Linked DNA regions of Mus musculus: regions 1, 2, 3, 4, 5 and 7 are each linked to region 6. A link is a contact called in public Hi-C, HiChIP or PLAC-seq and promoter capture Hi-C data. All regions are on one chromosome and are shown on one strand. Each heading gives the region's core, a stretch centred on a gene start, on an enhancer-like site or on the middle of the called end of the contact. The rest is flanking DNA. Distances are from core to core; before and after follow the strand shown.

The links. Promoter capture Hi-C pulls out the DNA fragments that hold promoters and counts their contacts. Hi-C and Micro-C count contacts between places; a contact is called where the count stands out from the background. HiChIP or PLAC-seq counts read pairs in DNA pulled down with a chosen protein or histone mark.
Region 1: a contact with region 6 is called in a promoter capture Hi-C map of second pharyngeal arch cranial neural crest. The contact joins the promoter of Fnbp1l here to the promoter of Abcd3 in region 6. A contact is called at or near these places in 8 of 39 promoter capture datasets (cranial neural crest, embryonic stem cells, frontonasal cranial neural crest and 5 more), 3 of 484 Hi-C or Micro-C datasets (cardiomyocytes and embryonic stem cells), 9 of 115 datasets of contacts at active chromatin or transcription factors (astrocytes, embryonic forebrain, embryonic stem cells and 5 more) and 1 of 9 other capture datasets (liver).
Region 2: a contact with region 6 is called in a Hi-C map of muscle stem cells, with 3 times the contacts expected there. The contact joins the promoter of Tlcd4 here to the promoter of Abcd3 in region 6. A contact is called at or near these places in 3 of 39 promoter capture datasets (hippocampal neurons, liver and pre-B cells), 1 of 484 Hi-C or Micro-C datasets (muscle stem cells), 4 of 115 datasets of contacts at active chromatin or transcription factors (astrocytes, embryonic stem cells and extraembryonic endoderm stem cells) and 1 of 9 other capture datasets (adipose tissue).
Region 3: a contact with region 6 is called in a promoter capture Hi-C map of liver, with 4 times the contacts expected there. The contact joins the promoter of Bcar3 here to the promoter of Abcd3 in region 6. A contact is called at or near these places in 5 of 39 promoter capture datasets (hippocampal neurons, liver, maxillary cranial neural crest and 1 more), 2 of 484 Hi-C or Micro-C datasets (embryonic stem cells and liver) and 1 of 115 datasets of contacts at active chromatin or transcription factors (pancreatic cancer cells).
Region 4: a contact with region 6 is called in an HNF4G HiChIP or PLAC-seq map of pancreatic cancer cells. The contact joins the promoter of Pde5a here to the promoter of Abcd3 in region 6. A contact is called at or near these places in 1 of 39 promoter capture datasets (embryonic stem cells) and 1 of 115 datasets of contacts at active chromatin or transcription factors (pancreatic cancer cells).
Region 5: an HNF4G HiChIP or PLAC-seq map of pancreatic cancer cells shows a contact between it and region 6. The contact joins the enhancer-like site here to the promoter of Abcd3 in region 6. A contact is called at or near these places in 2 of 39 promoter capture datasets (the 3T3-L1 cell line and cranial neural crest) and 3 of 115 datasets of contacts at active chromatin or transcription factors (bone marrow-derived macrophages, embryonic stem cells and pancreatic cancer cells).
Region 7: a contact with region 6 is called in a promoter capture Hi-C map of pre-B cells, with 5 times the contacts expected there. The contact joins the promoter of Rwdd3 here to the promoter of Abcd3 in region 6. A contact is called at or near these places in 8 of 39 promoter capture datasets (the C10 cell line, the HPC-7 cell line, embryonic stem cells and 4 more), 2 of 484 Hi-C or Micro-C datasets (both in CD4 T cells), 5 of 115 datasets of contacts at active chromatin or transcription factors (T-cell acute lymphoblastic leukemia, embryonic stem cells, large pre-B cells and 2 more) and 2 of 9 other capture datasets (adipose tissue and liver).

What each region holds. Positions count from the first base shown.
Region 1 is chr3:122,618,038-122,621,366 of GRCm38.p6, reverse strand. Fnbp1l (formin binding protein 1-like) reads left to right here and starts at 1,653. Exons shown (of 14, transcript NM_153118.3): 1 at 1,653-1,837. The coding sequence starts at 1,814.
Region 2 is chr3:121,261,315-121,264,690 of GRCm38.p6, reverse strand. Tlcd4 (TLC domain containing 4) reads left to right here and starts at 1,524. Exons shown (of 8, transcript NM_001355678.2): 1 at 1,524-1,991.
Region 3 is chr3:122,418,449-122,421,938 of GRCm38.p6, reverse strand. Bcar3 (breast cancer anti-estrogen resistance 3) reads right to left here and starts at 2,182. Exons shown (of 12, transcript NM_013867.3): 1 at 1,756-2,182.
Region 4 is chr3:122,727,233-122,730,787 of GRCm38.p6, reverse strand. It overlaps Pde5a (phosphodiesterase 5A, cGMP-specific), which reads right to left and starts at 1,630. Exons shown (of 21, transcript NM_153422.2): 1 at 1,421-1,630. The coding sequence starts at 1,542.
Region 5 is chr3:122,474,119-122,477,635 of GRCm38.p6, reverse strand. All of the region lies in intron 3 of Bcar3 (breast cancer anti-estrogen resistance 3), which reads right to left. It overlaps Gm34349 (a long non-coding RNA gene), which reads left to right. Exons shown (of 2, transcript XR_376033.3): 2 at 1-1,175. Among named protein-coding and RNA genes, the nearest start is that of Gm34349, 4.4 kb to the left of the region's middle. Within about 2 kb of position 1,730, at least 172 of the 459 cell types and tissues checked have an H3K27ac peak or open chromatin away from gene starts, as enhancers often do. A contact at or near this core is called in embryonic stem cells and pancreatic cancer cells, where this site is marked.
Region 6 is chr3:121,813,274-121,816,848 of GRCm38.p6, reverse strand. Abcd3 (ATP-binding cassette, sub-family D (ALD), member 3) reads left to right here and starts at 1,547. Exons shown (of 23, transcript NM_008991.3): 1 at 1,547-1,840. The coding sequence starts at 1,731.
Region 7 is chr3:121,169,874-121,173,208 of GRCm38.p6, reverse strand. It overlaps Rwdd3 (RWD domain containing 3), which reads left to right and starts at 1,514. Exons shown (of 5, transcript NM_028456.3): 1 at 1,514-1,617. The coding sequence starts at 1,533.

The DNA of each region.
Region 1 (3,329 bases), core at 404-2,903, 800 kb before region 6:
CTCTAAAGGAGACATTGCTACAGTAACTTCATACTATCTAGAGAGTGAGAGTGAGACCGGAGAGGTGACTGTTAGAAGACATACTTTGACAGAGACAGGCCTTTTTGAAATAGAGAAATCCAGAAAAATGGTGGAAAGAAGTTATTTCTTAGGAAGATATTCTCTCTTACCAACACCCCACCCCCACCCTCCAACCACTGCACACTCTGTAACCCAGGCTAGCCTCTGACTCCTGTAGTTACGCCTCTCCCCTCCGGAGCACTAAAATTACAGGTGTGCGTCATCACACTTGGCTTCAGCGACTTTCAAAGAACATTAAAAAAAAAAAAAAAAAAAAAAAAGACCGGCCTTAACCTAATTAGAAGAGAGTATTCATTTGCTCAGCCTACCTCAGAAAAGGATAGCAAAGAATTTGGTGAGTGGTGGTTAGACTGCCTGGAGAGCTCTGGCTATTTGCCTGGACTTCAATGGGGAGCAGAACTAGGTAAACAGGAAGGCTGGGGCGGAAGAAGCTGGAACACCTGTGTTGGTCCCGGTCCCGGTCCCGTAGGGAGGAGTTTCAAGGCTGATAAGACGTCCGTTGGTGGGGGGACCTTGAAGCATTCAGTTGTCATGACTCACTGAAGAGTACTCTACTGGTTCTAGAGTGAAAATGTGTGTGTTTTAAGCGACAAGCAATTAATACTAAAGCATATGCTGGGGAGTTAGTGAGCAGACTGTACGCGGTATCTAGTAGCACCAGCCAAACTTGCTGACTGCCAGTGGAGGCAGGCTGGGAAATAACTCAGCACAGCTAAAAGCAAGAGGTCGTCTGCAGCCAAGATTCCTATCGGAGGCAAGAGACGCCTCAGGCTCTGAACAGGTTGTTGAAGGGCTGTGAGGAGGGAGAGACCGGTCCCTGGAGGTAGCCACGAGCCTAGAATTCAGGCAAGCTCAGCAGCGTCTCACCTCCTGCAGGTGTCAGTCGGGTTCGCTTTCCACCAAGTCTTATCTTTTACCATGGCAACGTCCCCAAAAGATTACGGGATCGCTTGCCTCTTAAAAAAAAGAAAAAAAGGTTTCCCGAAAGAACTTACAATAAAATCAAAATGCTTTATTAAAAACAAAAACAAAAACCAGACACGTCGTGTGACACGTTGCATTCACATTGGACGTTTGACCTCTACAGGTCTGTGGTTCCCGGGGATCCCAGGCTGAAGCGCCAAGCCTGGACGGAGAAGTTACCTTACGAAGGCAGATTTTTTTTAACTAAACACACGCACACACCCCTCTGCTCCAACGTCTGGACGTGGTTTCTTTGTCAGGGCTCCGCAAAGAACGCTGACGTGTGGGGTCGCCTCCTTTGAGGGGGGGGGTCTCCGAGCAAGGCAGGGACCGTGGGCGTCCTCCCTGGCTCTCCATCTTGGAGCGGGAGTCTGAGTGCGGCTTTTGCTGAGCCCGGAGGCCGGAGCGGACGCCGCCGAGGGTCCGAGGATCCCCGCCCCGGGCGAGCTGTTCGGAGGAGACCCCCGCCGGCCCCCGCGCGCGCGAGTGCGGGCCCGCCCCGATCCCAGGGTGCACCGCGGCCCGCCCCCTCCCCGCCGTCCCGCCTCCCCTCGGCCCCGGCCCCCTCCCTCCCTCCTTCCCTCCCTCCCTCCCCGCTGCCGGGAGGCGGGGACGCGGCGGCGGCTCGCTTCAGTCGTGTCTCTCTCACTCACTGGGGAACCCGGTGGTGGTGGCGGCAGCTTTCGAGGCAGACGCTGAGGAGGGGAAAGTCGGGACGAGAGAGGACAGCGGGAGCAGCCGGCCGGCGCCAGTCGCCTCAGGTTCCGCCATGAGCTGGGGCACCGAGCTGTGGGTGAGTGTGGGGAGCAGAGCGGCTCGCGCCGTCGGCGGGAGCCCCGGGCTTGGCGCGCCGCGGACTCCGGCGCCTCTTTGTGCCGCGAGAGCCCGCTCGGCTGCGGGCGGGGAGGCGACGGGGCGGCTGCCTGGGGCTCCCTCCGAGGGGCCCGGGCCGCAGCCCTGGACGGCCGCTGCCGTCCCCTCTCCAGCCTCTGCCTGACTTTGCGGACGGGTGCCCGGCCGGGCGCCGCGCCTTTGTACCGCGCGCCCGACGGCGGGGGAGGGAGCCATTGTCCCGAAGGGGCGCCGCTCGGATCCCCGCGCCGCGCGCCTGGGCGACGCCCCAGCTCCAGGTAGGGGGAGCCGGGCGGCTTTGTTCCCAGCCCGGCCTGGGGCCAGCCAGGCCCAACCCACACGCCCATTTCCCTCTCTTGCTGCCTCCTTGCTCGGGACCTAGGGCGCCCGCGACTCCGCGCCGGCCAGCTCCGGTTGCAGCCTCTCTGGGCTGGCGGGTCTGCTTTTGTGACCCGAATTAGGTAGTGGGATCGAGGAAGGGACGCTCATTTTGGCGAAAGGAGCGCGCGGCTTGCCGATCGCTTGATTTCCCTCTCGTTCTTTATTCTCTCTCCTCTCTCTCTCTCTCTCTCTCTCTCTCTCTCTCTCTCTTTCTCTCTCTCTCTCTCTCGTGTGTGTATGTGTGTGTGTGTCTGTCTCTCTCTTTTTTCTCTCTCTCTCTCTTTCTTCCGTGCCTTTCCTGGGCGCTGGAGGCTGCAGACAATACCCAATGTCCGACCAAGGTGCAGGCGGAGGGTTATAGGTCGAGGAATTCGCTCCGGACGCCGTCACCTGAGGGTGGAGGTGTGCATGGCAGTGATTTCTCAGGTGCGGCCGGGAAAATTGGCGGCGTGGGGGCGCTGTCTCGAGCGAGCGCCGCCTGGCCTCTGCCACTCCCCTTTTTATCCCACCTGTGCATATTTTCCGTGCCTTTGTTTGCGAAAATCTCCGGGAATCTCTGTAGCGGGAGAGGAGGGACAAGTTTCGAGTATGTACGCTCACTGGGATTCGAAACAGATCGTTTAGTCGCGAGGCCGAATGTTTTCTCCTTTTCCACGTGCTGTAGATTGGGAATTTTAGAAGTGACACTTAAAAGCTCATCTAGTCACCCACTTAACCCTGCCCCAGGAATCTGTCCTGTAGCACTCTGCAGAAGTGTTTGCCCAGTCTGCAAACATAACCATCAAGACAAAATACCTCAGGAGCCTCTCCACTTGATTGTTCTGATAATGGTGAGCGTCATTTGTAAACGAATCATGTAACATCAGTTAGAATTTCAGGCATTATTGGTCCTTTCCCATTTACTTTTATGTTTGTTTGAGACAGTCTCACTATAAACATGGCTGGCCTGGAACTCGTAATATAGACCAGGCTGTCCTTAAACTCAGAGATCCACCTGACTCTCTCCAGTTGCTGGGACTAAGGGTTTTCCCTTTTAAACGTACATTCTGTGA
Region 2 (3,376 bases), core at 275-2,774, 550 kb after region 6:
ACAGTCACATTTCCATAGTGTATTTCCATAGGTTGACTTGGCTTGTTAGGTTAATTACTGTTGGAGTTAGAGAATTATAGATGTTAAGGGTAATGGTGGTGCATTATCAGGAGAGAACAGAGCAACTGACCAACAATGAGGAGCTAGGATAAGTGCCTGCAGATGACAGTCCTGAGATAGCACTGTGAAATTCGTCTTAGCTGAACTGACCCTATAGATATCTGCCTATAACCATCACATGCCCACACAGTTATGAGAGGAGCACATGAGTACATGAAGCAGCTATGGGGCAAAGCAAAAACAGTCAGGGGCTATGCAGGTTGGGAAATATCTGTGATGAAACAGGTGTGGCCACAGCGCTGTGGCCCTGGAATGCCGAGACGCTTGGGTAGAACACAGGGAACGATCTGCATGGTCTTCCTGGCTGGTTTTCTGACCGTGTAGCTCATAGAGGTTTTCTCTGTGGTTCCGCCTAGACCGGGGAGCTTTCAGAAATAATTGAATTGTTCCATTTCTATAGATGAAGACGTGAGCTTCATTGAGCTTAGTTAGCTCAGTCAGCTGGAGACAGCTCGGCTAAAAAATGGACTCCAGGTTCTAATAAATAGGATTTCGGTTCTATTGCTTTCCAAGATGAATTTAAATACAGATGTGGTGTGAGATTATGTGTACATTTTCTGGCCTAAATTGGCAGCAGATGCTTCCCTGTGTGTATGCATATTATTAGGTCAAATATGTAAGCTTTATTTGGTAGGTATTTCTCACAAACAACTGCCCTATGTCATTAATGTTGAAATTTCCAGGTTATTCGATTTATGTAGAATTCATCTAGTTCCAAAAATAGGACTTGTGACTGCTTTTTTTTTTTTGGCAAATCATACAGCTTGTGTGTACCTCTGCATTATTTAGTTTTATTCCAGTTAATTGGATCTGGTTGATACAGCAGGTCGGAAAGCAGAGTTTATAGACTTGGCAGTTTGGGATACTCAGCCAGTCCTAAAACAAAACAAAAACAAACAAACAAACAAAAAAAAAACAGTCCAGTCCCATTTAAACATCCTGACCGCAGAGGGGTCCCGGATATAGATGGATTGCTAATGTACCCGTTTTTGTTACGTGGAAATCGAATCCAGGGCCTTGGACATGCTAGGCAGGAGCTATACTTGGATAGCTTGCGGTCCTTCAAGGGTGTTCTCCGGGGGTTTGGGAAGAGGCTGCTCTGGGACATGACGCCTCTTCTACACACGTGCCTCCTAGCCGGCTTGGCACGCACCTGCAGCCTCAAACCAGAACGGGGCGGGGCTGGACTTTGGCCGTGGCAGACGTGGCAGAAAGAAAAAAAAAAGCATCAGTTGCCATTTCATCTCCTCGACAAAGCAAACCATGCGGATCTTTTGCACAGCGTTTGGGCATATAAGACAGAATTCCCCATTGAAAAGGGGTTTGGGTTACGTGGCGAGCCGGGGCGCTGACCAACGCGGGGGCGGACTCACATACTTCTTCTCCCCACTCGTGAGGTCTGTGACTTGCTGGGAAAGCCCGCGCACCGCACACTGCACCCGGGCAGAGGTGTGAGCTCTCAGGGTTCCTTCGCAGCCCACCGCCTAAGCTCGCGGCTTCGAGCTCCCGCCGCGATCCAAGTCCCAGCGCCGGGAGGTGGGCCCCACGCGCGGCCTCCGGGCCCCGCCCACTCTGGCCTGGGGTCGGAGCCGCGGCGAGCGCCAGCCCAGTCCGAGCGGCCGCGGCCCCTTTAAGGAGCCGCTCTGCGGTAACCCGAGCCCGCAGTCCGGGCGGGCGCGGCGGCAGCGGCGGCGCGAGCCTCGGCGACAGCTCCTCCGGGCTCCCCCGGCTTTCCGCGAGCATCTCGCGCGTGGCTCCGGCCGGCGCAGCCTTCGGGCCAGGCTGGATGACCAGGCGCCTGTGAGCCCCGCTGCGCTCTCCCGGCCCCGCGTAGCCGCCGCCCGCGGGAGTCGTCCCGGGACCCGGCACAGGTGACGCCGTTTGGACGGGATCCGGGAGGAGGGCGGCCTCGCCCAGCGCAGCCTCGGGCACTGCGCCGCGTCGCACCGGCCTAGCGCGGCCGAGCTCGGGCGCCCGAGGCGGGTGGGAGCGCGCGGGAGGCTCTCGCAGGTGTGCGGCGGCGCAGCATCCTTCCTGCTGTCGGCCCCGCGCCGCTTAGCTCGGAGCAGATGATGTCCCGGGCCCGCGGCCCCCGGCGCTGGCCCGGGGTCCACTCGGTTCTCCCAGGCTGCTTGGTTCGGTCCCCCGGCTTTCCTGCTTGGCTAGAGGCAATCAAGGGGTCTGAGCCCAAAGCGGGTGGGTGCAACCTCTGGGCCTGCGGGGGACGCTTTCTTGCGAGAGACCGGCTCAGGGTCGGGAGCATCAAGTGGCATCCCCATCCTCCTTTTCTAAAAAAAGTAGCCTATTTTTACCCCCCACGACTCTCAAGTGGGTCCCATTTTTAGCCACCTGAGTGCTTAAGTCTAGTGGAGGGAGAATTGGTTTCTCTTTCCAGCCTCTGTAACCTCCTGGCAAGTTGGTTAAACTAAGTGCCTTCGTTTACCTTGGTAGGAAATGGGGCCTCTAATGCCACTATCTTATTTTCCCACCTTTCCAAGATGGTAGGGCAGCCTCTGTGAAAGTGGTTTTAAGTTAAGTTCATTTAACGGACACTTGCTGGCCTGTGTTTTTGTTTTTATTTGTAAGCATTTTCGAGCCACTGTACATGTGTATGTAAAACTGCAAAATATTAAAAAGTAATCTTTGATGTTTAAATTAACTCAGATACCAGTTTGGAGGCAATGTGGGAGAGTTTGTGTGGATGGTGGGAATTAATGTGTTTAATACTCATGTCTGTAATTTTATTTAGTAAAACCTTTACATAGTCAGATAATTGAAAAATTAAAAATGGATCTAGGATGGGGATGTTTTAAGGTGAAATTAACGTTTATAAGTAGTTTCTTAAGTCAATATATTCAGGAATCCCACTGCCCATGTTCCATCAGGTTAAAGATCTTTTCTCTTTGTTTCTATTTTCCTTAAGTTGTATGGATGAAACGAAATAAGATGTGTGTACCGGTGATGTCAGAAAAACTTGAGACTAGTTGTGGAGGCTCCCCTCCCCTGTGCCATGTGATGATCCAGAGAATTTATTCTCTTTGGATCCCTGCAACTCCTCTCACCACACTGCCTCTGTCCAGCGCTTCTCTGCGGTGCCATCTTTCAGGAGTTTTATCTGTCTGGGCTGGATGTCTTTGCCCCAGTTGCTTAGTCATTATCACTAGCTTTGTGCTTCTGCTCCTTCCAGTAAAAGCCTTCATCACTTGGGGGAAAAGAAAAAATTATGGCTCTTGCCACTAAAGTCCTCTCTGTTCAC
Region 3 (3,490 bases), core at 933-3,432, 600 kb before region 6:
ATGACAAACTCCAGCAGCCTTGCCGCCTGCCTGCCTTCCTAGTTAACCGCTGAGCATTTGAAAAGTTTATGACCTCTGTCCAACTCACTTGTTCTACAAAGATGACCAAAACAATACTACAAAACCTGACGACCTTGCAAGCGGAGGCGGAGGTAGACTGCCCCACTTGCTTCGAGTTGTCTCTGTTTTCTGAAATGGGATATTTTCAAGTTACATTCACACATGGTAATCTAAGGAAGGGCCTTAAGAACTTGTATATTTCAAACTGGAAATGCCACTACCCCAGCTGCCCTCACCTAGGCCATGACAGAGAATTTGCAATTCAAACCTATACTTCTCTCATCTTCTTTGCAAAATCAGACAGTGAGGGCAGAGGAAACTATTCCACAGATAAAATTGGCTTATCCACTTAGAACTTGTGCTTGGCTTTAGGGACCTAGGGTGTCCTTTTGAAGTAACCTTATGAAGTCTAGCCAACCGATTGAAGTATGAATAATTCTTCCACGGATTGTATTTCAAGCAATAAAGTGAAGGATTGCCCGGGTAAGGTTCTTAAGAGTAGTACCCATCTGACAAAGCAGTCCTTTATCAATAGGAACTGAGATCTTTTGAACAGCACTTGTGAGTGAGTTGGTGTTTGGCGTGGTAAACTGTTTTCTTTATACTGGGGAGGCTTCCTGGCACACTCGCGGGTGGGCAAACGGCTTAGCCAGTGGGCCTCCCGAAGAGTGACGAAGCCCCCTTCAGGATCTCGCCTCCCCCCGGGGAAGCGGGGGGACCACACAGAATTAGATAATCAGCTTCCAAACTGACCTTCCCTGGGCCAACGTACTTGCCATAGAGAGGTCTGTGGAACCTTGGGAGATAAGAGTCAAGGTTTAAAAGACTCTCTGAACTCCGGGCTCTACTTTCCATCCCTAACTGCTGTAGGGAAAAACAAAACACAAAAACAAAAACTGAAAAAAAAAAAAAAAACTAGACTCGGGCTACTCCCCCTTTCACCTTGCCTCAAACAACCGTTAAACCTTAGTCCTGTGACGCGCTGCCCCACATCACCGGCTCGCTGCCTTTGCCACCTGCCCTTCAAAAAGAGTCTACACCTGATTAAAGTTTTTAAGTGGCCACAGGCTAAGCGAGTAAAGGAAGATGGGCTGCGACCCGTCCCTCCCTCCTTTTGCTTTCCCCTCTCCGACTCAGGGGGAAGCACACAACCAACTATTCATTCTTTCTCAACAAAGGGAAGGCGAGGGGAGGGAGATGTTGTCAACAGTTACTGGGCAGGCTCCTTCACTTTCTTTGCAAACTTCCCAAGAGATTAGTGGAGGAAAGCCTCGGGCTTCCAGCAGAGGCGTCTGGGCCAGCTCGTCTACCCAGCTTAGAGCGGCCTTGGGCAAAACCGAACTGGACTAGCAGGAGGGTTCGGAGGGGTCCAGAAACCAGCACCCGGGAAGATTCCGCCCCGGAGCCCAAGAGTAGATGGGGATGCTCGAGGCACATCACCACGCTCCACTCCCGAGAGTCCCGGGATCCGAGGACCCCCGAGGGCACAAGTCTCACCCTCCCTCCCCCGCCACACACACTTTGGTCACCCCCACTCCCACTCCCATGTCTAGTTTGCGGGGGCTCGGGGGTACAAACAGACGGGGGTTGCGCTCTTCCCCATGCCTAACTTTACTCTAAAGAACTTCTCAGTCCTGTTTCAGTCCGACCGAGGGAGCTCAGGAGGCTGAACAGGAACGCACGGGACACACTCACCTCCCCGCGCCGCGTTCGGAGTCCGGGATTGCGGTTCAGCGCCGGGCTGCTCTCACCTCACCGCAGCTGCTCTCGGAGCTCGGGCGGCTCATGGTCCGCGGGCGTCCGCCAAGAGGCTGGTGCGGCTGGCGGGTGTGCACGGCTGTCCCGCTCCGGCTGCTGCCTGGCCGGGCGGCTGCAGGCTCAGCTCTGAGCCGGCAGCGCGCTCTCTGGCCCTCAACTGGTGATTTGCGGCTTCGCGGCCCCACCCCGCCCAGCCGATTCGCCGGGCTGAGCCGAACCCCGGCGACTTTTACATTCGGTGACCTCGTCTGGCTCTCCTCCGCCCGGATTTGAGAGTTTTGACTCCCCCTTATCTTCCCCCGAGAAGCTAGACTTCAAGTGTAGCTCAACCTCTTCCTTACTGAACCTCACTCAACCGGACAGCCTCGCCTAATCCACTCCTCCCCCTTCCCGGCGTTATTTAATTACGCAGCAGATCCGCCCGCTCTGCAGACACCTGGCTGGCTTTCAATTTAAAAGGCTTTCATGGGACAAAGACCAAGGTAACCACAGCGAGCGAGCCGGGAACAGGCAAATCAATCACTCTCACACGTGCACGCAGAACTAGATGGCTTCGTGAACCTACATATGCTGTTTATCAAAACCTAGTTATAAAGTCATCTCTGCACTATCTGGTGGCTTGGTTTATGCCAAAGATTGCTGTGGTAACGGTGGGAGTACAGCACACAGTTCAATATATGATACCAGGTCATAGAATCATGATGCCCACCCCACCCCACACCCCAAATCAAATCCTGAGGACTTCAGATCTACATATAAAAGGTAAAACGGTAACACTAAAGAAATTATCAAACAGAAACCAAAAGCAAAACCAAACAACAAACAATAAAAAAAAAGGGCTGTAAAGATTCCTTAATTAAATACACGAAGCACTAACGCCAAAGGAAACCCGCTTGTTAACGTAATTGTCATTAAGAGCTCCTCTACGCAATTCATGCAGCCGATAAAGGAAATGTATAGAAACTATGTAAGGAACACCTTCGGATCAGATGGATAAGACAGAAGGCTCCACAGGGAACAGCCCAGGTATTTTTATTTACACAGTGTCCTGCTTTGCTTCTCTGTTGCTGAGATGAACGCTATGATCGAGAGCAGCTTCAGAAGTGTTTGTTTGTTACAAGGCATCATTGGGCGAAGCCAAGGCAGGAACTCAAGCAGAGGCAGTGAAGGGACAGAGCTCACTGGCTTGCTCTCCAAGGTTTCCTCAGCTTCTTTATGCAATCCGGGCCCACCTGCCCAGGGCTGGCACCACCCACAGTGGGTCGAGCCTTCCCACATCAAACGTTAATCAAGAAAATACCTCTCCCACATGCCCACATGCCCACAGGCCAATCCGATGGAGGTGATAGGTTCCCTCTTCCCAGGGGACTCTAGGTCAGTGGCTTTTTTTTTTTTTTTTTTTTTTGGTTTTTCAAGACAGGGTTTCTCTTGTAGCCCTGGCTGTCCTGGAGCTCACTTTGTAGACCAGGCTGTTCTTGAACTCAGAAATCCTCCTGCCTCTGCCTCCCGAGTGCTGGGATTAAAGGCATGTGCCACCATGCCCCCGGCAGGTAAGTGGGTTACAACCCCCTTGGGGGGTGGGGGTGAGGGGGCCTAAAGACTCTTTCACAGAGGTCACATATCAGATATCCTATATATACAGATATGATGTAAATACCAGGTATTTGCATCA
Region 4 (3,555 bases), core at 381-2,880, 910 kb before region 6:
TGAGACAAAGTCATACTGCCCGTCTATCGGGCGGCTTCATCTCCCGCAGGTGTGAGGGGTGCCCCCGCCAGCCGCTAACCCCCGCAGCCCTTCCCCAGACAAAGTGGCCAGCGGGATGTTGAAGGAAGTACCTCGTTTTGTCTCCAAAGGGCAACATAGCAAAGGTGGGGCGCTCGTTTGCGAACTCCTCGGATGGTGGACTCGGGAGACTCTGGGGGCCGACGGAGTTCCGTGAGTGCCCGACCGGCTCCCCTACTGCCCCCGCCGCCTCTTCGCTGCGGGTCGCCGGCTGCGGACCCCGCGTTGCGTCGCCCCCTGGCGGGCAGCGCCCGGCCGAGTGGCGGCCGCGCTCGGGCGAGTCCCCACCGGCTCGTCCACCATCCCCGCCCGGCGAGAGTCGCCCTCCCGGCTCGGGCGGCCAGCACCAGCTGCTCGACGGCCGTTGCCCCAAGGCGCCGGTGGCGGGGCTCCAGCCCCTTCTCCAAAGCAGAGCTGGTTAGTTCAGCCCAGATCGGCGCGCCGGAGGCAAGCGCGCGCGCGGGCTTCACGGCGACTCCTCGAGCTTCGGGGGACCCGCCCGCCACGCACTCCGCTCCACCCTCTCGTCCCTCCGCTCCACTCTCAAGTCTGCGCGAGCCCCGACTGCCCGTGCAGCAGTCGGATCCTAAAGGACAGGCTCCCTTCTCCACGCCCTCCGCAGCGGCCTCCCGGCGTTTGGCTCGAGACCAGGAAGAACTGGCCTCTGGGGTGCTCCGGGTCCCCGGGTCCCCGAGTCCGCCCGGGCCGCCTCCCTCCCGCCCTTTGTGTGCGCGCCGCAAAGCTCCGCGAAAATCCTCCTTGCGGCGACGCAGCCAGAAGAGGGATGACCAGAGGACTATTGGGGGACCAAAGGCGACAGTCCTCACTGGGGGCGACCCGGGCAAGCTGCGGCACCCAGGCTTCCCGGTGGCCTGGTCCAGACCCCCCCGGCTTCCCCGCCCCTCCAGGGTCAGAGCAAGCCGGGCAGGGGAGGAGCACGACCACAGGGACGCGCCCGCAGTGGTGCTTCCGGAGCCGCTGGGAAGGGGCTCTGGCTTGTTTTGGTTTTTGCTAAGCGGGTTTGGGAGGGAAACCGGGAGAGTAGAGGGGAGGGGAGAAGGCCCGGGAGAGTAATCTTGCTCCAGGGCCGGGTGTACGCTTTTGTTTTTAACTTCGTGGGCAAGTCCTTTCTAATCCGACGCCTCGCTTCTCAACTGTGCTCCCTTTAAGTAGAGGACTCCAGTCCGTACTGGGACCGAGAAGCTACTTCCGAAGCAAAGGGCCTGGGAACGGGGATTGTTTAATGTTGGATCGAGGGGAAAATTCAATGGTGGGGGAGAGAGATCAGCCTCAGGTCACGCTTCATGTCCCTGGCTGTGTCCTTTGTGGCTCCTCTTCTTACCTGGTGGCCTTTCTAATAAAGTAAGAGAAGGTAAAGTCCCGGTGATCATCCAGCCACGCTTCCACCCAGTCCGGGTCCCGCTGCTGCTGCGACCGCACGGAGTTGGGGCCCGCTCGTTCCATGGTGCTTGCCGCGCGTCTCTGCGGCTCGGAGGTGCCGGATTTCCACCTCTCTCTCTCAGAGGAGCAGGACAGTGTTCGAGACCCTCCCCTTTTGCCTTTATTCGTCCCTGCAGTGTCTCAGCGAAGCCACAGAGACGCGGGCCGGCCCCGGAGCTCGCTCAGCCCCGCCCCTCCAGGTCCCCGAGGTTCCCAGGTGGCGGGCGTCCTCCTTGGGGTCCCGCGGAAACCGGCTTTCTGCATCTGCCTCGGCGCTGACTGGCGAGCCCTCCGGAAGCCAAGTGGCCAAGGCTAGAAGGACTCCAGACCGCCGCTGGGGTGCGCTGTGGGCCGAGTCAGCTTCCCTCTATGCGCAAAGGTGACAGTGGGTGGATTTGCAATTCCCAACCAACCAACTCTAGGACAGAAAGATCACAGTGAGGACTCATCTACAGTCCAGAAGGCAAGAGGCAGGAGCTTCACTAGAAAGTGTGGGAAAAAGTTAACGTGATTGTTTTTCTTCGTTCTTAGTAGTACAGGGACAGCCCCACCTCACTTTTCTCCTTAAGCAACTCTTGGTGGAGAGGACCCAGAACCTATCTCCCTCACAGCAGCCCTCCCAGTGACTCCGGAAAGCACTCCAACCCTACAAGCTAGGGAGAGACATGAGGAAGAAACCGCTATGACAAACCTGCAGGTACGGGACACAGTGGCTTCCATCAAAACCACATCCGAGCTTAAGGCTAACATCAGTTGTAATCATTGATTCATACACCAAAGACCCTCCTTATGGAAGCGCAAGATTCGGTTAGACATAGGACATAAAAATGACAACCACCTGTCCTTGGCCTGTGAATTTTGAAGCTAAGACTACCTCTACACGATTCTGCTGACTTACGAACCCTAACACTAGCTACCCATGTACAACTGGGAACACCCAGTTAGCCTGATTTAAAATGAACTCATTTGTATTTAACTGGCATCGATACCTCAGAAATAGTATTGCCTTACATTGCTTATTGCTGTGATAAAATTCCATGACCAAAGCAACACATGATAAATTATATTAGATTTTAAAATGACAGTTCTCTCCTGATATGTTACTATGACATTAAATATGCTTAGCGAATAGGGAGTTTCCCCTTGTTGGTGAACCCCACCCCCACCCCATATCTACACATTCCTCCTACCAGGAAGTCACCTGATTTAAAACTGAACTCTGGGATAATAGCTAGAAATTGGGCCTTAACTGTTTGTGCCCGCTCCCTCCAAAGTTCATATTGACACTTCATTCTGGCTGAGTGGTTAAGAGTTCTTCCTTCGGGGGCTGGTGAGATGGCTCAGTGGGTAAGAGCACCCGACTGCTCTTCCGAAGGTCAGGAGTTCAAATCCCAGCAACCACATGGTGGCTCACAACCATCCATAACAAGATCTGACTCCCTCTTCTGGAGTGTCTGAGGACAGCTACAGTGTACTTACATATAATAAATAAATAAATATAAAAAAAAAAAAAAAAGAGTTCTTCCTTCACCCGACCCCCCCCCCAAGCTCCCAGGGACTAAACCACCAACCAAGGAGTACATATGAAGGGACCCATGGCTCCAGCCTCATATGTAGCAGAGGATGGCCTTGTCGGACATCAACGGAAGAAGAGGAGGCCCTTGGTCCTGTAGGCTAGGGCGAGTAGGCAGAAGTGGGTGGGTTGGGGAACAGCCTCATAGATGCAGGAGGAGGGGGAATGGGATAGGGGGCTTCGGGGGCAGGGGGTGACAATATTTGAAATGCAAATAAAGAAAATATCCAATAAAAAGAGTCCTTCCTTCTATTCCATAAGTTGGGGTTCAGTTCCAAAGCTGTCTTTGCTGGTTAAGTCATTTCTTCCCTCTCTTCTCTGCTATCTCCACTTCTACCTCCAGACCTGTGGCCAACAGCCAGCTTTGCCTGATAAATCTCTCCTCCTCTGTCCCACCAGTCTCGCCATATCCACACCCACAGGGCTAGTGCAGGACAAGGTTCCAATACCACCTTTGCTCGTTC
Region 5 (3,517 bases), core at 481-2,980, 660 kb before region 6:
CTCTAAAGAGACTCCGAACATGTTCCAGGCGTCAGTGCTGCGCCAGTAGCTAGCTGAAGTGACCTTGGGAGATGACTTGACCTCTCAAAACCTCAAGCTGCTCCCCAAACATACCAGGTGATTACAGGCAACGAATGATAACATTATAAAGCCTGATCCCCAATACATGCAAGGCACAGTCTGCAAATGTGAGTTTCCATTCCTCTTTGAAGAAAGGCACTAGAAACCATCCTCTGTCGCTGACAACTCTCAGATGCTGGGCGACCCGGACCTCTGTCCTCAGAGAAGGTGGACAATGACTGAGTCACTGCCGGACTGCAGCTGGTGCTGAGGACCCTTCTGAGTTTTTAAAACTAGAACTAAAGAGGAGATAGATGATCAAGAGTATTTAGCATTAAAAGTATATTTTAATCCTCAACTTCAAAACCTGATAATCGGAAGACATACGAAGGATCTTTAATCACACTTGCTCAGATGTCTCAGAGGGTCCCCTGCATCATCGTTATCTGATGAGCTGTTGATGGAAACAGGCAGGACACAAAGCCACAGTATTTGTCTCCATGCTCACCCCAAAGCCCATCTACTATTGGATACCCCTGTTCCAGCCAACCTGACTGAGTACCTATGGGTAATTCGTGAGATCTGGGTGATACCCCACCACCACCCCTGTCATTGTCCCTGTCTCTGGCTGCAAAATTAGACTTTAGTCTATGTTCTGACCTGCTGTCCTGCCAATCTCACTCCTCCAACACCTCCATGCTGGGTGGCTGTTGCCATGACAACCGATCTTTGGCTTCTGCTTAGAGTGCCCTGAGAACCATCTCCCAGGTGCCTAATTTCTTCATACTGCTCTGGTCCAAATTTCTGGACTGTCTGATTTTAACTTATTTCTAGAGTCATGTTGTGTCTAGCCTCATGAAGATTGTGCCGTTCTCCCCCCACCACCACCACCACCATCCATGCTGTTCTAATTTATACTGCCTGTCTGTATTCCCCGGAGAAACTATTCTCTGCCTCCCCTAAGCCTGCAACAGCAGGAATCCACCAGTCACAGTGAGGATTGCTTAGGCACAGGGCAGGCAGGCACCGAGGGAGACCACACTCATTCCAACCCTGACAGAAAACAGTGGAATTAATCCCTTCGCAATAAAGTTTAGCTACCTGAATGAAAAACACTTCAGTAGAAAAATGGTCTTTTGTCAGTCAGAAACAACCTGGCTATTATCATCTGAATGAGACAGTGATTAATCCTGCATTCTGCCAAAACAGCACTGAAAATCAGTCTGTATTAGGAGCTCTTAACTGGGAGGTGAAGTATGGCTTCTATGATCCATACGAACCACTGGGTGATAATGTGCTCACTGGAGAAATAGGTTAGAGCTTATACTCAATTCCCAAACACTTAGGGGACCTAGAAGTCCCCACTGATTGGTTATCCACTTTTTAAAAAAGTAACTTAATAGATAAAGTGTCTGTGTGTATGCATGCGCGCATGTCCAAGCTTCCATGTGGGAATCTATTGTCTCCTTCACCCTGTGGGTTCTGGGGAATCAAACTCAGGTCAGCAGGTTTCATGGCAGGTACCTTTACCTGCTGAGTCAGGTCACCAGTCTAAGATTCAGAAAGGCTTTCAATAGCCAGTAGAAAGGAAGTGAGCAAAATAGCCTAGTGATCATGACTGGACCTGCAAAACACTTGTCTGGTTGCCATGGACACCGGTTGGCTTAGCAGGGCTGTGACTGGTAAGAGGAGGAGCCAGGCAAGCAGTGTTGAGACCCCTTATGGCTGTGAAGTAGCTTTCCCCTGTGAAAAAGACAAGCCCTTGTGCTCCTCTGGTGGGAGGGCCTTGTGTATCACAGTAAATGTGTAATATGTACAAGTCTGATCTCAGCAACCTCTTGGCAGCCACACATCTGGGGAGTGCATCTAGAAAGGCCATGGCGGTCACCCACATCTCTCTACCTCATTTCCTAGTGTGTGATGTTCCCAAGGGCCAGAATTTCTGCTGAGAATTCTACCAGTGTCTCGTTTAGCACACTAGGAGGGGGGCATCATTATCACCATGGTCTGGGCAGCAAGCAGTAGTTCTTAGAATGAGTAATGAGAGCAAGCCAGAACCTGCTTTATCTGATGTGCTAACAGAAGCATCACACCTGACTGCCAGGACCAGAACACTCTAATCTAAAGCAAATCCAGGAGGCAGACCTCCCCTCATCCAGTGACAGATAGTCCAGCAGCACAGGTTGAGGGTTCATCCGCAATGTCAGGGATACTGGACAACATATAACAGTCAGGGAAGTGTAGCTCATAGATTGGGGATGCTGAGAACAGAATCTCTGGACCAGGAGGCAGCAAGCCTCAGGTGTTGAGCACAAGCCAGGAACACCTCTCTGTGTATAGACCTCCTGTGCCCTTGGTGGGGAAAGGCCGGATCCGAAGGCTCTCTGTGAGAGACTGCATTGATCGGCAGCCAATGTCTTCACTTCCTTGATGGCTGCCAAGTACAACGATGTCTTCAGAAGTGACATCTAAAAGGTCAATATTTTCTTTACTTGGTGCCTAGGGTGAGGACAATGGGTTGTTTTTGCCAGTGTTCAAAGGCTAGTAGAATGCCACCAACCCCCACCCTGTCCCTGTGCACCTTACGGCACTCCTTCCAAAGTAAGTGGGAGGGCTGGGTGGAGGAAGGGGGAGGTACCAGGGTGAGCAGCAGGAATGGGTCTGGAGAGTCTGGATCATTATCTGGAACACTGTGTCTTAGGGCTGGGTCACTTGCGATAACAGATGTAGAAATCTTTCCAAGGCCACACAGGTGATAATCAGGTGATACACAGCTCTCCCAAGGGCCCACTTCTATCTCCTCTGTCACAGTGGCCACCACGAAACTATCCAGCCCATAAATAAACCAAAGAGAGTGAAACTGCAGAGAGCTGTGTACAGGTTTTAAGAAGATGGAAAAGGGTATGGGGAGGAATATCTGCAGAGTTTAGCAGTCATGTGTCAACACAGTATATGTGTATCCCAAGAAGACAGAGATAATTAGAAAAATAGCCTACTATGATCCTAAAACATTTATGGGGAAAAGTGTAAATACCAGATGGTGGTGTTGGAAATATGATCATAACAAATTCAAGAGACTAGTGAGAACGAAACCGTCTTTTAATATATAATGCTGCAGACAGGGAGACACAGCAGAGAAAGGGCAGAGACGACTGGTACGTTGATTTGGCATAAGAGGGCATCTTTAGAAGTTCCCTGACTAGGAGAACTTCCTGTCCTTTTCTCCCATTGGCTGGACTGACGAATAAGCCTGCCCCTTTTCTGATGTGGGCTCAGTCACTTAGCAGACTTCCTGTAACCTTACAACTCTCAGAGCTGGCAGCCCTAGAGAGTGGGGGTGGGGGAGTGTCTCCTGCCTCCTGCTTATCAGTGACTGCTTGTTGACAGCGGACCTAACAACCTAATTCAGTGCTTCTCAATAGCTCAGTTACTAGATAGCATGTGTCTTCACCCTTGC
Region 6 (3,575 bases), core at 298-2,797:
ACTCAGGACCTCTGGAAGAGCAGTCAGTGCTTTTAACTGCTGAGCCATCTCTCCAGCCCGAAATCTATTATCCTACAGATGATGTTTTCAATCAGTTTTAGGAACTCTCCTTTCATTATTACAAACTCTTCTCCCCCAAGTTTCCAATGCTTTTATACTGCGCTGCAACTCACTAGTGAAACAATGCCTACCCAAGTCCTCCCACCTGCTAGCAGACTCCTTTGGCCTTAGGGTGTAGCTTTGACGTCATCCTATTTGTCAAGTGTTAAGGAAAAGTTCTAGGAAAATTCTAAATTCTCTTATTGGTATTCTCATAGCACTTAGTTCACTTCTCTAAGCTGACACTTAAACTCATCCATATTTTTCTTCATGTTTTTCTTCTGCACCAGCCTCTGGAGAATAAGGGATTGATTGTTCATACTTGTATTCTCTGTGCCAGGCATACCTAATTACCTAAGTGATTCCCAGGGTAATGGGAAAACACACAAACGGCATATGGAGGATTTGGTACAGGCTCTACTTCTGCGTAACTTAGACTTTTGACGATTGTTGAGCACCTGCACACAGCACACACCACGGTGTGTGGTCTTTGCCATTCTCATAACCATTTAACCATTCACACAGAGAAAACACCTAGGCATCACTGTTTCATTGGTTCCTTTTATGCGTAGGCAACATTTATATATTTTGTGAGGTTTTAGAAGCTTCCTTTCTGACACTTGCTTCTCGACAGTTTCTTAAACTGAAAACAGCCATTCATTAAGTTATTGTGCATGCGCTAGACTAAACGCTAGGGATAACACTTTCTGCATGATAGGGGTGGGACAGGAGAAGAATGCTGTAATCTGTAAAGTTCGTCTGCTTCTGGGAGTAAGGCCAGCATTAATACAACGCACGATTGTTATTTCTGAATGTCCCTTTGCAAAGAACAGAGTTTCTCAAACTTTCTTTGACCAGACCTAACATAAAGAAATACATTTTTTTATCGCCATCCTTGTACATATCTACCAAAAAAGAGTAATTGTTTCTTAAAACTCCTTTTTGTCACGCACTCTGAGCTTTTTCCCACTACATTATTTTTATAAAAAAATTAACAGAGTGGTGGACCCGTCCTCCCAAACCGATTTTACAGAACTAGAGACCTAATCCACGGCGACTTGAAATAAGATTATCTGATTGTAGTCTTTCTTTTCCAGGTCTCCCTTCACTCCTTAAGTTGCAAATATTGACCTTTTTAGTGATGGGGCCGTTCCCCTCCTCCCCCGGCTTCTTTAAGAGGGTGGTACCGACCCATCCAGGGGGTGGCGGAGGGGCAGGGCCCACGGAGTCCGTGGCGCAGGCCCGGCCCGCTCTTCCAGTTCTTGTGAAAGAAAGCTAGGGTGTGTGCAAGCAGAGATCGCAAGGCCGAAGCGTGGGCTGCTGGAGACCGGCGCGGAGGACTAGCGTTGTCTGCCCGCCGCGTTTCCGGCCGAGTCCGCGGGGGTCCGCGCGTGCGCAGAGCGTCCCCCCGGGGAACGACCCTTTCGATCGCCCCGCGCCCGCGCGCGCGCCCGGGAAGCCAAAGTCCACGGTGGGCTCGGCGCGGCGGCGCGCGCCAGGGGGCGTTCCCGCGCGGCCGGCCCCGCCCTCTCTCGGCGCCGAGCTATCCTCCCAGTTTCCCCCGCGGTTCCTGCACTGAGGTTGTCGCCGGCGCGTCCCCTATCCCGCGGCTCGCTCGCCCTGCCGGTGCCATGGCGGCCTTCAGCAAGTACTTGACGGCACGGAACACCTCGCTGGCGGGGGCCGCGTTCCTGCTGCTCTGCCTACTCCATAAGCGGCGTCGCGCCCTCGGCCTGCACGGGTGAGGCTCGCGGCCGCGCCGCCTTCCCCGGGCCCGAGCGGGGAGCTCCGGGCGCGCGCCTTGCCCTTCTCTCCCAGGTCCCGAGCTGCGCGGGTGCCCGCGGAACCGGGCCAGCGGTCCCGGAGCCCTGCGGCCCTCAGCCTGGCGGCCGCCGCGCAATCTCAACACCACGGGAGGGAGGAGGACACGCCGCGTCCCTGCGCCCCCGCGCCCCCTCACCATCTCCCCGTGCATGTCAACTTTATGGGTGCATTCTGGTTTTGCCATCTCATCGCCACTGAACGCTAAGGTTTGCGTTCGTTCGGGATGGGCATTTTACTCGCCAGCTCGACTCCGGAGTAGTGGCGGTGGATAGTAGCCAGGGGCGTTCCTGGGGTTTTCTGGGTCCAGTGGGCACGATTTTCTTCTAAAGCGGTGCCCTCTTTTTCCGGAATTGGTCAGTGAATGCCCTCATTTGGAAAGGTTGAATTGGCTCAGCGGTGTGTGGAGGACAAAGTTTCCTCCGTCGACTTTATAGGTGAAAGGTGAAAGTGTGTTTTAGGTGAAGATCACTTGTTAATTACACCATACAGCTACCTGCCTGGAGAGAATGTTAAAGTTTACTTTGAACTTTTGGGAGATTAGGAAAGAAGGGAGAATTGAGTTCTGGGGGTGGGATTACAGGCACAATTTTAACTTCTTGTCGCCCATTTGATTTCAGCGAGCGACAAAGAAAAGGTTACTTCCTAACTAAGCATTCTTACTAGTGTTTGGATATTTAGTGTCCAATCTTAGAATAATGCTTTCATGCATTTTATTTCATCAACCCTCTGGGTAGGTACTATTTATTGTCTCCTGCTTTTGGTTTGCTCGGACTATCTTATTATTAGAATTTGGCCTAAAATACTAGCAGAGAGCTCCATGTATCCTTTCATGAAGTATTTTCTGTCTTATCTACTTTGACTTGCTCATTGGCTGCAGCATTGGCCCTTCTCTTCCTAAATCAGCTTTACAAAATAATGATATGCCTCTCCTTCACATACTATTCGTCCTTTTTAAGGGTTCTTGGAGGGGGACGATTAATTTGAAATATTTTTCTATTAGATCGTGCCCTTTCTGAACTCTCATTTGGGATTAGAAGTTATCAGTTACTTGGAATGTGCCGATAGAACATAGTAAATGCTTTACATTTAATTACTTGAATTAGTCTTTGTAGGGAAGCGTTTCAGCGCCTAGAGTAGGTATTTTAGTAGTGAGGGAACTTGACTGCTAACAACTCTGACTGATTTAAAAGCAGTTCTCAAGCCGGGCATGGTGGCGCACGCCTTTAATCCCAGCACTCGGGAGGCAGAGGCAGGCGGATTTCTGAGTTCGAGGCCAGCCTGGTCTACAGAGTGAGTTCCAGGACAGCCAGGGCTACACAGAGAAACCCTGTCTCGAAAAAAAAAAAAAAGAAGAAAAAGCAGTTCTCTTTACTGGGACACTGTATACATACAGAAAACAATATGCAGCATAAATGTCAGGTTTGCAGGTAAAAGACACCTGTGTAATCAGTGCCCAGATCAAACAGCAGACTGTTATCAGCACCCAGAAAACCCCTATGTCCCTCTCCAGTCACAGTCCAAGCCAACAGCTCTACTGGGAAATAATAGCAATAGAGGTGACATGGTATAACACAGTTTATCTTCCTAAATAATTGAAGCTGTTCATCTGCCATTCAAAAAATCTTTTTGAGAAACTTTGTGAACTTTCTGAA
Region 7 (3,335 bases), core at 265-2,764, 640 kb after region 6:
ATTATTGTGTGGACCATTTAACAAATATGACAAATAATCAAATTAATATTTTCCATTACTTTTAGCAGTAACATTGGACTTTAAACTGAAAATTGAATAACAGAGTGGTGCTGTAAATCAAAAAGTGTAATCTTTTCCCCAAATCTCTCTAACAGTTAATTATGAACCCACTGAACTTGCTTGAACTGCTATTTTGGAAATAACTCAAAGGAACTATTTTTTTTTTCTTTCTTCTAATACAAATTGGTTACATTATAGATAATCATGTGTTTAAATAAACCTTTATCTTTCTAATTATTTGCACAGCACGGTTCCTAATTGCCTGGGGTCACTGAAATCTCAGGGCATCCCTGGAAAAGCTTTTCTTGTCTATCTCATCAGATTTCCTTTCTCTTCTTGGAAGCCAATTTCTCTTCCTTTTTTCAAATTGCCCTTTTAGCAATAGAAATGATGATTGGGATAGTAACGTGGCCCAGTTAAAATTATTCTGACTTGTAGAAGTCAGTGAAAGGAGTCACTGAAGACCTACTTAAATTCTTTGATGAACTCACAGAATGTTATTTCTGATACAAACCAGTGGCATGAGACCTCCCCGAGTGAGCCAAAGGACTCTTGGGAGCTGCAGAATTAAAAATTTTTATTTTGGGGGCGGGGGGAGTCAAATGCACCTAGACAGAACTACTTACCACAAATTAATTTTGCTTACTAAAGTCGAGGTTGAAACAGATGCATCACTCATTCTGTTATCCTATTGTTACTGCGAGTGTTTTGAAATTTAGGTCAAGATTCAAAGATGGTGATTTCACCATTAAGCTTCAGGGATCAGAGAGGTAATAGACACATTATGTTATATGCATCGAATATCACCTGAACCGAACCAAACCGAACCAAATCAAATCAACTCAAATCAAATCACTGTAAAGCTAGTTTTTGGCTTTGGACCCCATCTCTAAGGAGTCTCATCTCAGTCTTCCCTCTTCTTCATCTTGGACTGGAAAGAGGCCCTGGAATCTAGACCTTGTGTGTAATCCCGAGGCTAGTGACCAACCAGGTCAGTATCCTGGAGGTCATTATCGTTCTCTTTTCTGAAATATCCTGACCACGAGGGTCACTGACCCTCATGAGGACATGGAATTTGTGTTTTGCTCACTGTGGGATCTCAGGACACAAAGTTCAAAAGCCTGACAAGGGCTCGTTCGCCTTGTTTGGCTTTTCTTGTTTGTTTAGGTTTTTTTTACTCTCTCCATTTCCTCCTAGCCTGGTGAAGCACGGTGGGTTCACAGCCTGGTTGTTCTTGTAGGGGACTTTGGGGCTTTACAGGTCTCTCTCTGATCCAGAAAACCACAGAGGCCAAAACTCAGAAGGTTCTGGGCGGACACATGCCACGCCCATAAACACGCCCATCTCCCCGCCCCCCGCCCGGCGCCATCCGCAGCCGACCTGGCTGTGAGGCCGGGGCGCCCCCCAGTGACCGTAGGGGAGCTTTGCTCCGGGAGGCGGCGGAAGTGGCTTTGGGTTCTGGTCGCACGGATATGGTGGAGGAGGTGCGGCAGGAGCTCTCGGCGCTGGCCGCGATCTTCTGCGGGCCCAACGAGTGGGAGATGTTGAGCTGTTCAGGTGAATACCCTGCCTCTCACCCTGCGGCCACTGCGGGGAGTCGGGGACCCGGTGTCTTGTGGCCCTGGACAGGAGTAGGAGGGGACTGGGGGGTGGGGTTGGCCTGCGCTTGCAGTGCCCTCCCCTGAGCTCGCCCTCTCCGCCCCCCTACCCCGTGCTCTCCCGCAACTAGACGGTGCGCAGTGCCCTCCTCGTGAAACCCAGCTCCTCCAAATAGTCGGCATCCACCATAAGCATTTGTGTATCACGTCCCTGACAACAGGACGCTGTAGTTGGTTGTCAGCCACGTGGAAGGCAGTCAGGAAATGCTTGTTAAGGTTTGAACTCTCCAGAGTTAATTGCCTTTGACTTTATTATTAATTTTTTTTGTTGTTTTACTTAAAAATATTTTTATTTTTACGTTTTCCAGGCTGCTGAAAAATGGCAGCCGATTCCAGACTTCTGCTGGACGCAGCATGGAGACCTTCTCTTCTAACCCAGGCAGGGCACCGACCCTCTGAGAGTTTATAGTCTGTAAAGCTATTACTATTGTTGTTATTATTAATTGTTTTAAAAAGCTAAAATTTCATTCTTGTCTTGGCTTCCGTTAAGGAACCCAGACGCTCCACTCACACACTTTTAAATTTTTTTTTGGCGTATGTATGAGTGTTTTGCATGCCTGTATAGACCTGTATGCTGAGTGTGCCTGGGAGGCCTGAATAGGACGTTCAGGGGCTAGGAGTTACCGAGGGTTTGAGAGCCTTGCCTTAAAGGTGCTGAGAACTGAACCCAGGGAATAGTCAGTGCTCTTAACCACTGAGTGCCCCCAATTTCCCCCTTTTGGGAAAATGTGCTGATGCAAATTATTCTCACCCTCGCTGAGCTGTCAAATATGTCATGTACATTTTGAGGTCAGTGAGAGCCATCCCTCTACTGTTACAATGTAACTACGATTGTAATGGCTTTTCTGACCATAAATTGGCTTAGCTCTAGGAAGACAGTGTGAGATGTGCTAGACCTAAGGAAGCTATATCTATGATTAGGAGGGCTTTGGGTTTCCATAAGATAAGTCAGTGACCCCTTTCTCCTATGCCTTCTTGCATGCACACATCTACAGATCTTTGTGGTGATTTGACGTTTCAGGCCATGTGAACTTTCTAGAAAAATGGAGTTGCTCTCTTCTTAAGTGCCTAGACCTGTCTTGTATATTTTTGAAACTTCCTTAAGACCCCTATGAAAGGATTTATTGTAGGGATTTGCCACCCTCTTGTGATTGGGTAGCATCCTGATCGGTTAGCATCTCCTGTCTCCACAATTCTCTCTATTGGTAATTGCTTCTGCCGGAGGCAGCTATTTAAAGGGATCACTCGTGTCTCCGAGTTCTTGTATCGTGACTTACTTGCCAATATCTGGGAGAAACGAACCTGTGATGTCCTATGACATTTTAAAAAAATGGTGGTGGTTTGCATTATGACCAATCAGATACTGTTGATAGGTCAGAGAAACCCCCCAAAAAGAAGTGCTGAGAGAGAGGGGGAGGGGGTTGTCTTAATACTCTGAACACTGCGGCTCTTTATCTGCTCTTAAATTGAGCATGACTTCAAGTCATGCCTCCTAATTAATTTAATTCAGTGTTCTGGCATCAATAAGTAATTGAATTATAAAGGAATTCAGTGTAACAGCTTCGGACATTTTGTTTTCTAGAAGGTTCACTGAAGAGTAGAACAGTTCAGCGATTG